Linked DNA regions of Sus scrofa: regions 1 and 3 are each linked to region 2. A link is a contact called in public Hi-C data. All regions are on one chromosome and are shown on one strand. The core of a region is the stretch at or near the end of the contact, and the rest is flanking DNA. Distances in the headings are between cores, read along the strand shown.

Region 1 (3,214 bases), core at 610-3,109, 250 kb before region 2:
TGCCGGAATTGGGCGGGCGTCTCAAGCTTCCAGTAGTTAAGGCAGAGCAGGAACATCTTCGAGAGCTCAAACATCGTCTGCCGCTCCCGGGGAGCCAGGTGACTAAACTTGTACTGCACAAAGTTCAGCACACCCTGAGGAGGTGGGGGCGAGCGGGGGACAAAACAGGGGAGGAGGCGTGAGCCACTGGCAGGGACTTCTGATCCAGAAGTAGGGGGGTGCTTCCTGAGGGCAGAGCGCAAGGCTCTCTGGGGCTCCGGCTCTGGAGGGCCTTCTCTGAGAAATCACACCTCCTCCCACCTTCACACCCACCCTGAAGTTAGCGCAAGGCCTCTTCCTTTCTCTGAACCTGTCCCCTGTCCCCAGCTTGGCTCCCCACTCCTCCATTATACCTCCAACCATCTTACCACCTTCCTTGTCCCACCTGCTCGATATTAGGCTTCTCAAAAGGGGGGCTGCCCAGGGATCCCTCCACCACGGGCCGGGTCATCTGCAGGATGCACTTCCGCAGGAGCTGGAGGAAGAGGAAGAGGGAGGAGTAGAAGTCAGCGGAGCACAGAAAGGCAGACCCCCCCCACCCTCCCTCCTCTGCCCACTCACACTCTTCCTTCAAGGAAGCTCACCTTGAAGAGGTAGAAATAGACCTGCTTGGTGTCCGTGTCCTCCTCCTTATGAACAGACATGAACAGATTCTCCACATCTACCACCATCCCCAGCAGCCGGTTAATCTCATCCTCTGACACATTCTCCAGGTGGGACACGTGGTCAGCTGTAAGGACAAGTGGTGGTTGTGGAAAACTGATAGAAGGGATCGACAGGGCTTCCTGCTCCTCTTCACCACCAGCCAAGACGCATCCTCAGTCCCTCCGACCAGGGTGACCGGCAATGAGACTGCGGGCTCCTGTGTCAGCCCTGGGTGGTCTCTCTTCTGGACTGAGAGATCTCCTTTCTCCTCCCAACCCAATGCCTCCTCAGGAAGCATCTCGGATCTCTCAAAGATGAAGTTGTGTGGCACTTAAGTCATCCTGTCCAAGCAGGACCCAAGACCTCCACCCCCACCCCAGTTCCAAGGGTACTGCCTTACCCAAGGGGTGCTCACAGCTACGGCACAGCTCGCTCAGGTTGGCAGCTGGCTGCTGCAGGTCCATGCGGGGTGCAGTGGGGGGCTTGGGGTTTTTCCAGCCATTGCACTTGCAGGTTTCATTGGCCTGGAGACAGAAGGATCCGTCAATAACCCTGTAACCCCGGGACGAGAAGCGCTCCCCAATCAGAGCTTTGCCCCCTTGCCCACCCGAGCCCTGGGATGCCCCAAGCCCCGCCCCCTCTCGCCCCAGGCCCCGCCCCCACCTTGCAAGCCGAGAAGACCCCTAGCTTCTCAAGCTTCTTGGCGCGCGGCAGCCCCCGGACTTGCGCTTTCCTCTGGCTGGCGCGCTGCTGCTGGCTCAGGCCAGGGCGAGCCGGATCACCCCCGCTCCCGGTACCCCCACTTCCTACCCCGGGCCCCCCAGTCCCTGTGCTCCCGGCTGGGGCTGCAGCTGGGGCGGGGGCTGGTGCCGGAGTGGGAGCCGGAGTCGGGGCCGAAGCAGGGCTGAGAGCAGGAGTCGGAGTTGGGGCGGGGGCTGGGGACTGAAGGGGACGCGGCTGAGCGGCTGGGGCCGGGGTCGAGGCCTGGGAAGGTTCCGCCATGGCCTCCCCCGCTGCGGAGCGCGGCGCGGCGCGGCGCTCCCAGCCCTAGGGCCGCATGGGCAACCGGCGTTCGGTGCGCAGGCGTCGCTACCTTGGAGCATGATGGGAGTTGTAGTCTTTTCACAGCCGCTCTTCGCCTCCAGCTTCCAGACTTTTCTGTCCTCTTTCTTAAATCCGGGACAGCCAAGTGAGGCCCTACCTAGCACCCCAGATGGACTCCTCTAAACTTGTAATCTCTACGGAAGGCTTCCAAGATAGTCTAGATTGCTGTCCTGGTGGGAACAGGGAGAAGCATCCCACAAAGCAGGCTTCTCCGGGGTCTCGCCTCCCAAGCCCGGGAGAGAAGGTGTAGACCTGGAGGGCCTAGAGTCGCTTCGGCTTCTTGCCTCGCTCCCTCCCGTCCCCACACTGACCCTGTCCCGCGTACCTCCGGACGCGGACCTGCAGCTGGGGTGGCGATTAAATAGCAACAATACTATTTCTTGACCTGTGGAGGGGTTACACGAGTGTGTGTTCTCTTTGTGCATTTTTCTGTTTTACTTCAACAAAAAAAGGCTTATCATAAAAGCACTGAGGGCCAGAATAATGGCTGTGGCCCCTCAAAAAACTGCAGAGGTGGGGATGAGGTAGAGGCAGAGGAGGGCCTATGGGTGTGGCTCTCCTCTCACACCGTGGGCACTGGTGCCAGAGCCCAGCTCTGCGCCTGCCACCAGTAGGCCCAGGGTCAGATGAATGAAGGAAACCAGGAAGGTGCGTCCACCTTCCAAACCCTATGTGTCGCAGGATTGTGCATGGTCAGAGATCGGAAGGACATTCCTAGAATGGATGACCCTGTAGTCACACTCTGATGCTCTGTTCAGAGGGCAGGCCCCGCTTGCCCCCAGGCCGGATTCTCGCAAGGGCATGAGCCGGGCGGCTCAATCTCATCTCTGCTCGTGCTGCTGACGGCTCCAGGGTGGGGCTCACAGGCCGCCGGCCTCTTTTGGCCTATCCGTTTGGGTCACAGCCCCGGCAGGCCAGGGCCCTCTGACGGAGTTGGGGAAGGGCCCGAGCAAGGGGCAGGATCCGGGATAAAAGCAGCCGCGGAGGCGTCAGAGCGGTTGCCAACCTGACTCGTGGAGCTATGTGCATAGCTGATCCCAAATTCCGCGGAAGCGAAACTTGCCGGAAGCCAGGGGAGCCCCCTCAACAGAGCAGGCGCCGCGGGAGCGGGAGTGCAGCCGTTCCGGCCCGAGGCCCCCGCTCCCGGGGGCCCCCACGCCCTAGCCGAGCGCTACATTCGGAGCCTCGCGCTCTTCACCAGCAGTTGCTCTCTCGGATGCAGCGGGTCAGTAGCGGTCTCCCCAACGGGAGCCAGTCAGCTTCCCGATGTGCCAGCGTTGCCTTCACTGAACAGAACCAGGTGGCCACCCTGCCAGTGCAGCAGCTCACGGACGATGTGGCAGCTATGCGGGACAACGTCCATGCGGAGGATGGCTTCCAGATGAAGATGTATGCCCATGGCTTCACCCCCGAGGAGCTGGTGGTT
Region 2 (3,523 bases), core at 889-3,388:
CAAACCCATGTCCTCCTGGATACTAGTCAGGCTTGTTTCTGCTGAGCCACAACAGGAGCTCCAAAGGCAAGTTTACCTTCAAGGGAATGTGTTTCCCAGACTTCTTATGGTTTCAAAAGAATCAGTCTTAGGGAAGGGGAGCCATGGCCCTCCCTGCCCCCCACCTCCTCATACTAGTTTGCTCATACATCACCCCCATGTAGAAATTAAGGAAAGAGGGAGAAGCTGGCTGGAAGCCAAGGACATGTTTATCTCCCCAACCTGGACATTTCTTCTGGTTCTGACATCCCTGCCTTGGAGTGGAAGAGATGGATTACTTTTCCTTCTTGCTTCTCTACTCCCCCCCACCCCCAAACAGAAACTCAAGAGACCAGGAGTAGGATGGTGAGAGATCCTGGAGCTCAGAGCCAGTTCTTCCGTCTTCCCCTGGGAGGACCTAAAACACCAGCACTGTTTTCCATTCCGGGAAGATTTTTCCAAGATCCCAACTCGGCCAGCATTTCAGAATCTCAGGATCACCTCTCACTAGAAGGTAGGGGACATTGAGTACAGAAAGGGAAAGAGGACTTAATGCAGAATATAACCAGGCTAACTTCTTTGGCCCAGACTCTCTTTAGGGACTTCAGACAAAGGAATGATAGGCAGTAGGTTTTCTAAAGGGCTTTCTGAAGACTGTTTCGCAGAATTGTAGGAAAATCCCATTTGAGAAAAATGAGGCAACGTGAGCTGACCCCTCCCATAAACACACACGCACACACACACACGTACACATATACGTTGGCCACTTGGTATCTGCACCACCTGCTACAGAAATTCCTTCCCCGGCCCCTAACCTCTTTCCTCTCCCTCCCACCCACATCCCCACAGAGTTTCCTTGTTTACATTGAAAACTAGGAACACCTCCTCCCAACTTCCTTCCCTCCCTGTCAATATCATTAGCAGGGACAAAGAGGGAATGCTGGCTCCACCTCTTCTAAACTGGGCTCTGCTCTGCTGGGCACCAAGCCACCTCAAGCTCTCATTACTCAACTACACCTCCCAGCAGGCAAGGTGACCTGGGCCCAGGGCATGCTGGGACTTGTAGTCTCCACCTGCTACAGCCAGTTTGGTACTATCTTGGGCATCCTGCAGCGTTCTGTCCATCTCTTTGCTTCTTAGCACTCATGGAGGCGTTGAAGGGGTATTTTCCTTGCTATGAATGGGAGAGTCCCAGCCTCTCTTAGCAGTCCCTCTGATTTCCAGTTGCACCCTTTGGGTCTCCATGTGCAATCACCTCTCCCTGCCTGCCACCCGAGTCCTCTCTCTTACACACCGTTTTAGGACGCTCTAGCATCTAAATTCTCTGCTTTCTTCATCCACCCACCCAGAATTTACCTGCAGCTCTAGTATCAAAAAATGTCAGCTCTCATCACTCCTTCACAGCCTCCCAGTCTAAAAACCTACCCACGCTCCACCAAAGTTTGGAAGAGAAGGCCTCCTTTCACTAAGCTCAGACAATGTGGATGAATTCAGGGAAGGATTAAGAGTGATGGGTGGGGAGTAGTCAGGAAACAGTCCCCGCTACGGAGAACAGATCCACATTGTCTCCCTGCCCACCCCATCTTCCCTGATTCTCCCCGCTGCTCCATCCCAGCCCCTAAAGACTGAGCTGGCTGGTTTTCCTGGCCTCTGGCTTCCCAGATAAAGGTCTTTGCCAGCTGAGCTTGAAAGGGAACAGGCTGGGGAGAGAGTTCCAGGCTTCTTGTAGCCAATCCCATCTTCCAATGCAACGTCAGGGAGCAATCCCAGTGACTGGAGGGTTATTCCAAGGTAGGCGGTTGTCACCCCCAGTCCAGAAAGGCACTTGGGAATATAAAGCCATTCATTGTAGGCTCTTCCTCTAGATTGATGGCTGACACCAGAGGAGCTGCCTTCTCGGTGGAAGGTCAGGGGATAGGGGAAGAAACCATTTGACCTAAGTCCTGGATAATATTCAGTAGATTGACGCTGGAGAGGGTATACCACCATGACTTTAGCTTTTCCCCTCCATTAATGGATTTCGTCTTTTCTCCTTGTTTCCAAGCCAGGTTTCCCCTGTGACTCACAGCTTTGGACTGCTCTCCTAGGCCCACCCAGTTTGCCTGTTGCTACAACAACTGCCAACACAATCCCAGAGCACCTCCCCCACCCCTGGGCACACACAGGCCAGGCACCCTTATCCCACCCCTGCTTCCCCGGCAGAGCTCCGAAGCCAAAAGAAGGGCCTCGGGGTGACAAAGAGGGAGAGCTCTGCTCGTTTTTTTTCTATATTTTTATTAAACAAAACCACCAGTCCCAACAGGCTTGGTTTCCAGAGTTGCCTTTAATGACCAGGTCTGAACAAAAGCATGCACAGATTCCCCCGTGGCCCCCACCTCCACCCTGCCACACACACCAGGCACACACGACTCCCTAACCCAGCAACACCCCAGTCCAAGGATGAAGTTAGAGGCATCCTAGGGTGGCTCCCATCCCCCACCTCTCCACTCCCAACCCTACTCTGACCTTAAGATCCTCTGGCTTAGGAAAAAGACTTATATGATTATAATTTAATTGAGCACCTACTATGAGCCTGGTACTTGGCCAGGCACTTCACATCTGTCAGGGAAAAGGGACAAGTGTCCTGTGGCTCTGGGTAGAGCCTCTCTTGACTTAGAACTAACCAGTTCTCTCCCCAACCACTGCTTGGGAATGGCCAGAGGAGACACTGGAGAGGTAATTCGGCGACCGAGGATCCGCTTGGGGAGCATGTTAGAGGAGGCTGCCAACTGGCGGAGAGGCCAGAGAGAGGGAGAGTCTTAAAAATGCAGGACCGCCACCTTCGGTTGCCAAGACAAGGGGGTGAAAGATACCGAAAGTACATGGGACCTTCTTTTCTGCTGTAGTATAATTCTCGACAGGGCGATGTTGCCCCGGAGAGGATGGCAGTTGGTTCTCAGGGGTGCGGCATCTTAGATAGTGCAGTAGTTTGTGGTATTCCAAAAAGTCCCAATATGTAGTATATCTGTAGTGTTAAAATTTCATGGTGGGAGAGGACAATTAGGGAAAAGAATGTCTAAAAGGACTCCTTAGGGGAATGATCATATTAACAACAACAAAAAAAAAAGTTGAGAAACACTGTGCCATAGGGAGACCAGAAGATTCAAGCCAGAGCCAGTGAAAAATGTACCTCCTGCTGGCCTCTCTGAGTTGGCAGCTCTTAGGTGCCTCGCCCAAGGCAGGATCTGGCAATCATAAGGGATCGCTTTGCAAAAAACATTTTCTAAAAAAACTGGAAAAAATAAGTATAAATGTTTCCCCCAGCTACAGGGAGGGGGTGGAGAGGGCTCAGAACAGGCCCCAGGCCTGGGCCTCATGAGAGCCCGCTCCAAAGAGGCTTGGAGTCAAAGTGGCCTGTCCCTGAGGAGGAGGCCAAAAGGGGAGGAAGGGGGACTCAGAAGCGTGGGCAGTTTCAGGCAGTCTCATGCAGGTGGCAGTGGGTGCAGCTCAGGTTTGGTGTCTGGAG
Region 3 (3,161 bases), core at 537-3,036, 160 kb before region 2:
GGCACCTGTGTTTCAACTGGCAATAATGCTCCTCCTTGGAGGAGCCCACTCTTAAGAAGGGCCAGTCTCTGAGCAAAACTCATGTACATCAAGTACTCCTGGTTCTTGTACTTGAAAACTTAATTCTGTGCTAAAAAACCAAAAAACAACAGCAAAAAATCTTAGCTTCAACATGAACAACTGAAGATATTTTAATGAAAGTTTTCATATTCTTACAACCAAAAACAAATAAAAGTCAGGTTTTCCTTGATATCAACACAAGACTTTTAACATTCGTTCAGTAAGAAGACTGCATGGGAAATCTACCAAATACAATTCTAGATCAACAGAAACTTCCTACCTATGTTTTTCTGAGCTCTCCAAATCTTTAAAACACAAAAGAAAATGAAAAGGAAATGGAAAAGGACTAAGCAAGGTACAGTTGATATGCTCATACTTAGCTCCTTATTTTCTCACTTAATTACGTGAGGCTGAGATTTTTGAAAATTGCCTAGAAAATTGCCTTCCTTTGGTGCTCTTCAGCTTTTGAACAGAAATCTGCTACTAGCACACGACTGCAATTATTCCGAGGCAACATTACTGATGGGTGTACAGCTCTCCCCAAGCAGTAGCATAAAGGCTGGTTTCTCCAGGGCTCTGGCAACAAGGACCCCTGCTCTCATGCCACAATGGTGGAGGCCTGAAGTAACTGATGAAAATGACAGATCAGACTGAGACTGGTAACCAACCAACGCGTGCTCAGGCCCCGAGCAGAGCAGCAGACAGCTTGCTGCCTGGTGGGCAATAAGGTTGTTGATTAAAAAGCTTTGTTGTCAGTCCACTGTACTCTACTAATTCTAAAAGAATTTAAAAACAATTTTCCCCTCGGTATATAAACAGTAATTAGGGAAATAAAAAAAATAAACATGCTTGTTAAATCTGCCACTAAGACATAAACATTGTTAACGTTTTGGTGTGCTGTCTTTTAGTCTTTACATGTGTGTGTATATATATTACATATAAATTTGAAAATACCAAAGTCTCTGTTGTGAAATTCATTAACAATACACCTTATAAAGGAGTTCCCGCTGTATCACAGCAGGTTAAGGACTCAGCATTGTCTCTGTGGCAGCTCAGGTTCGGTCCCTGGCCCGGAACAGTGGGTTAAGGTTCTGGTGTTGCTGCTGCTGCAGTGTACTCTCAGATGCAGCTCAGATTCGATCCCTAGCCCGGGAACTTCCATATGTCTCGGGTATGGCAAAAAATATATACTTTATTCAATTTCATGCATATGCATACTTATCTACCCCATTAATAAGCACTAAATTCTTTGTGGATAAGGGCTTCAATGTTTTCATATGAAGTCTACTAACTACAACACTGCCAGGCACTCAAAACATAATTGTTAATTGTTTTTTACTAGCAGCAATACTCTAATGCTTTTAACCAGAACTTACTATTAAAGGAAACAAATCCTATTTCAAAAAAACCCCAATAGTTATTCCATCTTTCAAAAATTTAAGATGGAATTAAATATCTTTTCAGGGGTCGCATAATTTTCTTCTCAAATATACAACTTTTAGAGGCTTCATTATGTTACCTTTCCAATAAAATTTCAATATGCTTGTGCTTCACAAAACATAATGCAGAAAACTTTGCTCACTTACCAAGCTTGGCTTTCAATCCACTGGGATAAATAATGCCGCACCTCGATGGGGAAATGCTGACCATACAGTGCTTGCATCTGATGAAGGGCATCTCCTTGGAGCTGCTGGGCTTGTATCCACACAGCCATGGTTTACAATCTGTTAAACAAACAATTAGTGGTTTGGGTTTTGTTTTTTTTTTCCTTCCCCCTTTTAAATCCACCAGAGTAAATATTCAGTTATAAAGGCCAGAGATAAATGTATTTAAGCCCTTTTTGGTAGACTAAAAATCAGCATTCTTTTTTTTTTTTTTTAAATGGCTGCACATGGCATATGGAAGTTCCTGGGGCAGGGACTGAATCCAAGCCGCAGCTGCATTATGTAGCAGCTGCAGCAACGCCAGATCCTTTGACCCACTGCGCTGGGCTAGGGATTGAACCTGCGCCTTCACAGCGACCCAAGCCGGACTCATAACCCACTGCGCCACAGCAGAAACTCCGAGTTCAGTATTCTTGAACTGAATTTTAGCTTTAACATGTTTTCAAATGTAGACATTCAGTGTGACCATGGAAAGGTACATAACTGGGTCTATGAGGCTTTGACTATAAAACATACTGAAGTCCTATAAGCAAAAGTATAAATCCATCATTAAGGGAAGAACTGCCTATAGCTTTGATATCATAGACATATTCTTTCTTTACTTTTGTTCCAAACTTGAAGCAATAGCAAGCAGCATTTCAAGACTAATGATAAATAAGTAGCACAGGGATTTTTTTTTTAATCTCTTGTTTTAAAATAAATAAATCACTTGTTTTTAGATTTGGTATTTTGACTTTTAAAAAATGCAATAAACAGGAGTTCCCGTCATGGTGCAGCGGTTAATAAATCCGACTAGGAACCATGTGGTTGTGGGTATGGTCCCTGGCCTTACTCAGTGGGTTAAAGGACCCGGTGTTGCCGTGAGCTGTGGTGTAGGTTGCAGATGTGGCTCGGATCCTGTGTTGCTGTGGCTGTGGTGTAGGCCGGAGACTACAGCTCCAATTCGACCCCTAGCCTGGGAACTTCCATGTGCCGTGGGAGTGGCCCTAGAAACGACAAAAAAAAAAAAAAAAAAAAAAAAAAAAAGCAATAAACATACTACCATTTTGAAAAAGACCTAGTATGGGAGTTCCCTGGTGGCTCATTGGGTTAGGGATCCAGCACTGTCACTGCTGTGGTTTGGGTTACTGATATGGCTCAGGTTCAGTCCCTGGCCTGGGAACTTGCACATGCCATGGACCCAGTCAAAAAAAATTTAATTAAATTTCTAAAAAAAGACCCAGTAAAAGAAAAATGAAAATAATGAAAACATGGATTTAACCTTATGTATTATCACTATTTATCTAAGCAGTAATTATTTGTACATAGAGGGCACATATTTATCTGAAAAAATAACCCCAAGGTTCACCTCCTGAGTTATTGCTAAGGAATTTATGAAGCAATGTTCTGTTAAAATTTCAGCATTTAAAAATCTTTCAGCCATAAAAACAATACACT

The links. A called contact is a pair of places that touch in the nucleus more often than the background predicts.
Region 1: a Hi-C map of embryonic fibroblasts shows a contact between it and region 2, with 4 times the contacts expected there. The contact joins the promoter of HSPB9 here to the enhancer-like site in region 2. A contact is called at or near these places in 1 of 5 promoter capture datasets (fetal liver), 5 of 47 Hi-C or Micro-C datasets (embryonic fibroblasts, epiblast stem cells, fetal heart ventricle and 2 more) and 2 of 2 datasets of contacts at active chromatin or transcription factors (alveolar macrophages and skeletal muscle).
Region 3: a contact with region 2 is called in a Hi-C map of mesenteric adipose tissue, with 1.8 times the contacts expected there. The contact joins the promoter of STAT5B here to the enhancer-like site in region 2. A contact is called at or near these places in 1 of 5 promoter capture datasets (fetal liver), 12 of 47 Hi-C or Micro-C datasets (alveolar macrophages, blood, embryonic fibroblasts and 7 more) and 2 of 2 datasets of contacts at active chromatin or transcription factors (alveolar macrophages and skeletal muscle).

What each region holds. Positions count from the first base shown.
Region 1 is chr12:20,637,040-20,640,253 of Sscrofa11.1, reverse strand. HSPB9 (heat shock protein beta-9) reads left to right here and starts at 1,859. Exons shown (of 1, transcript XM_003131404.4): 1 at 1,859-3,214. The coding sequence starts at 2,810. It overlaps KAT2A (histone acetyltransferase KAT2A), which reads right to left and starts at 1,761. Exons shown (of 18, transcript XM_013980960.2): 1 at 1,348-1,761; 2 at 1,085-1,208; 3 at 624-769; 4 at 425-514; 5 at 1-134. The coding sequence starts at 1,686.
Region 2 is chr12:20,382,811-20,386,333 of Sscrofa11.1, reverse strand. All of the region lies in intron 1 of CAVIN1 (polymerase I and transcript release factor), which reads right to left. LOC110256002 (a long non-coding RNA gene) reads left to right here. Exons shown (of 2, transcript XR_002337105.1): 2 at 359-572. Among named protein-coding and RNA genes, the nearest start is that of CAVIN1, 12 kb to the right of the region's middle. Within about 2 kb of position 2,138, at least 40 of the 83 cell types and tissues checked have an H3K27ac peak or open chromatin away from gene starts, as enhancers often do. A contact at or near this core is called in alveolar macrophages, embryonic fibroblasts, mesenteric adipose tissue and 3 more, where this site is marked.
Region 3 is chr12:20,543,769-20,546,929 of Sscrofa11.1, reverse strand. It overlaps STAT5B (signal transducer and activator of transcription 5B), which reads right to left and starts at 1,786. Exons shown (of 18, transcript NM_214168.1): 1 at 1,647-1,786. The coding sequence starts at 1,774.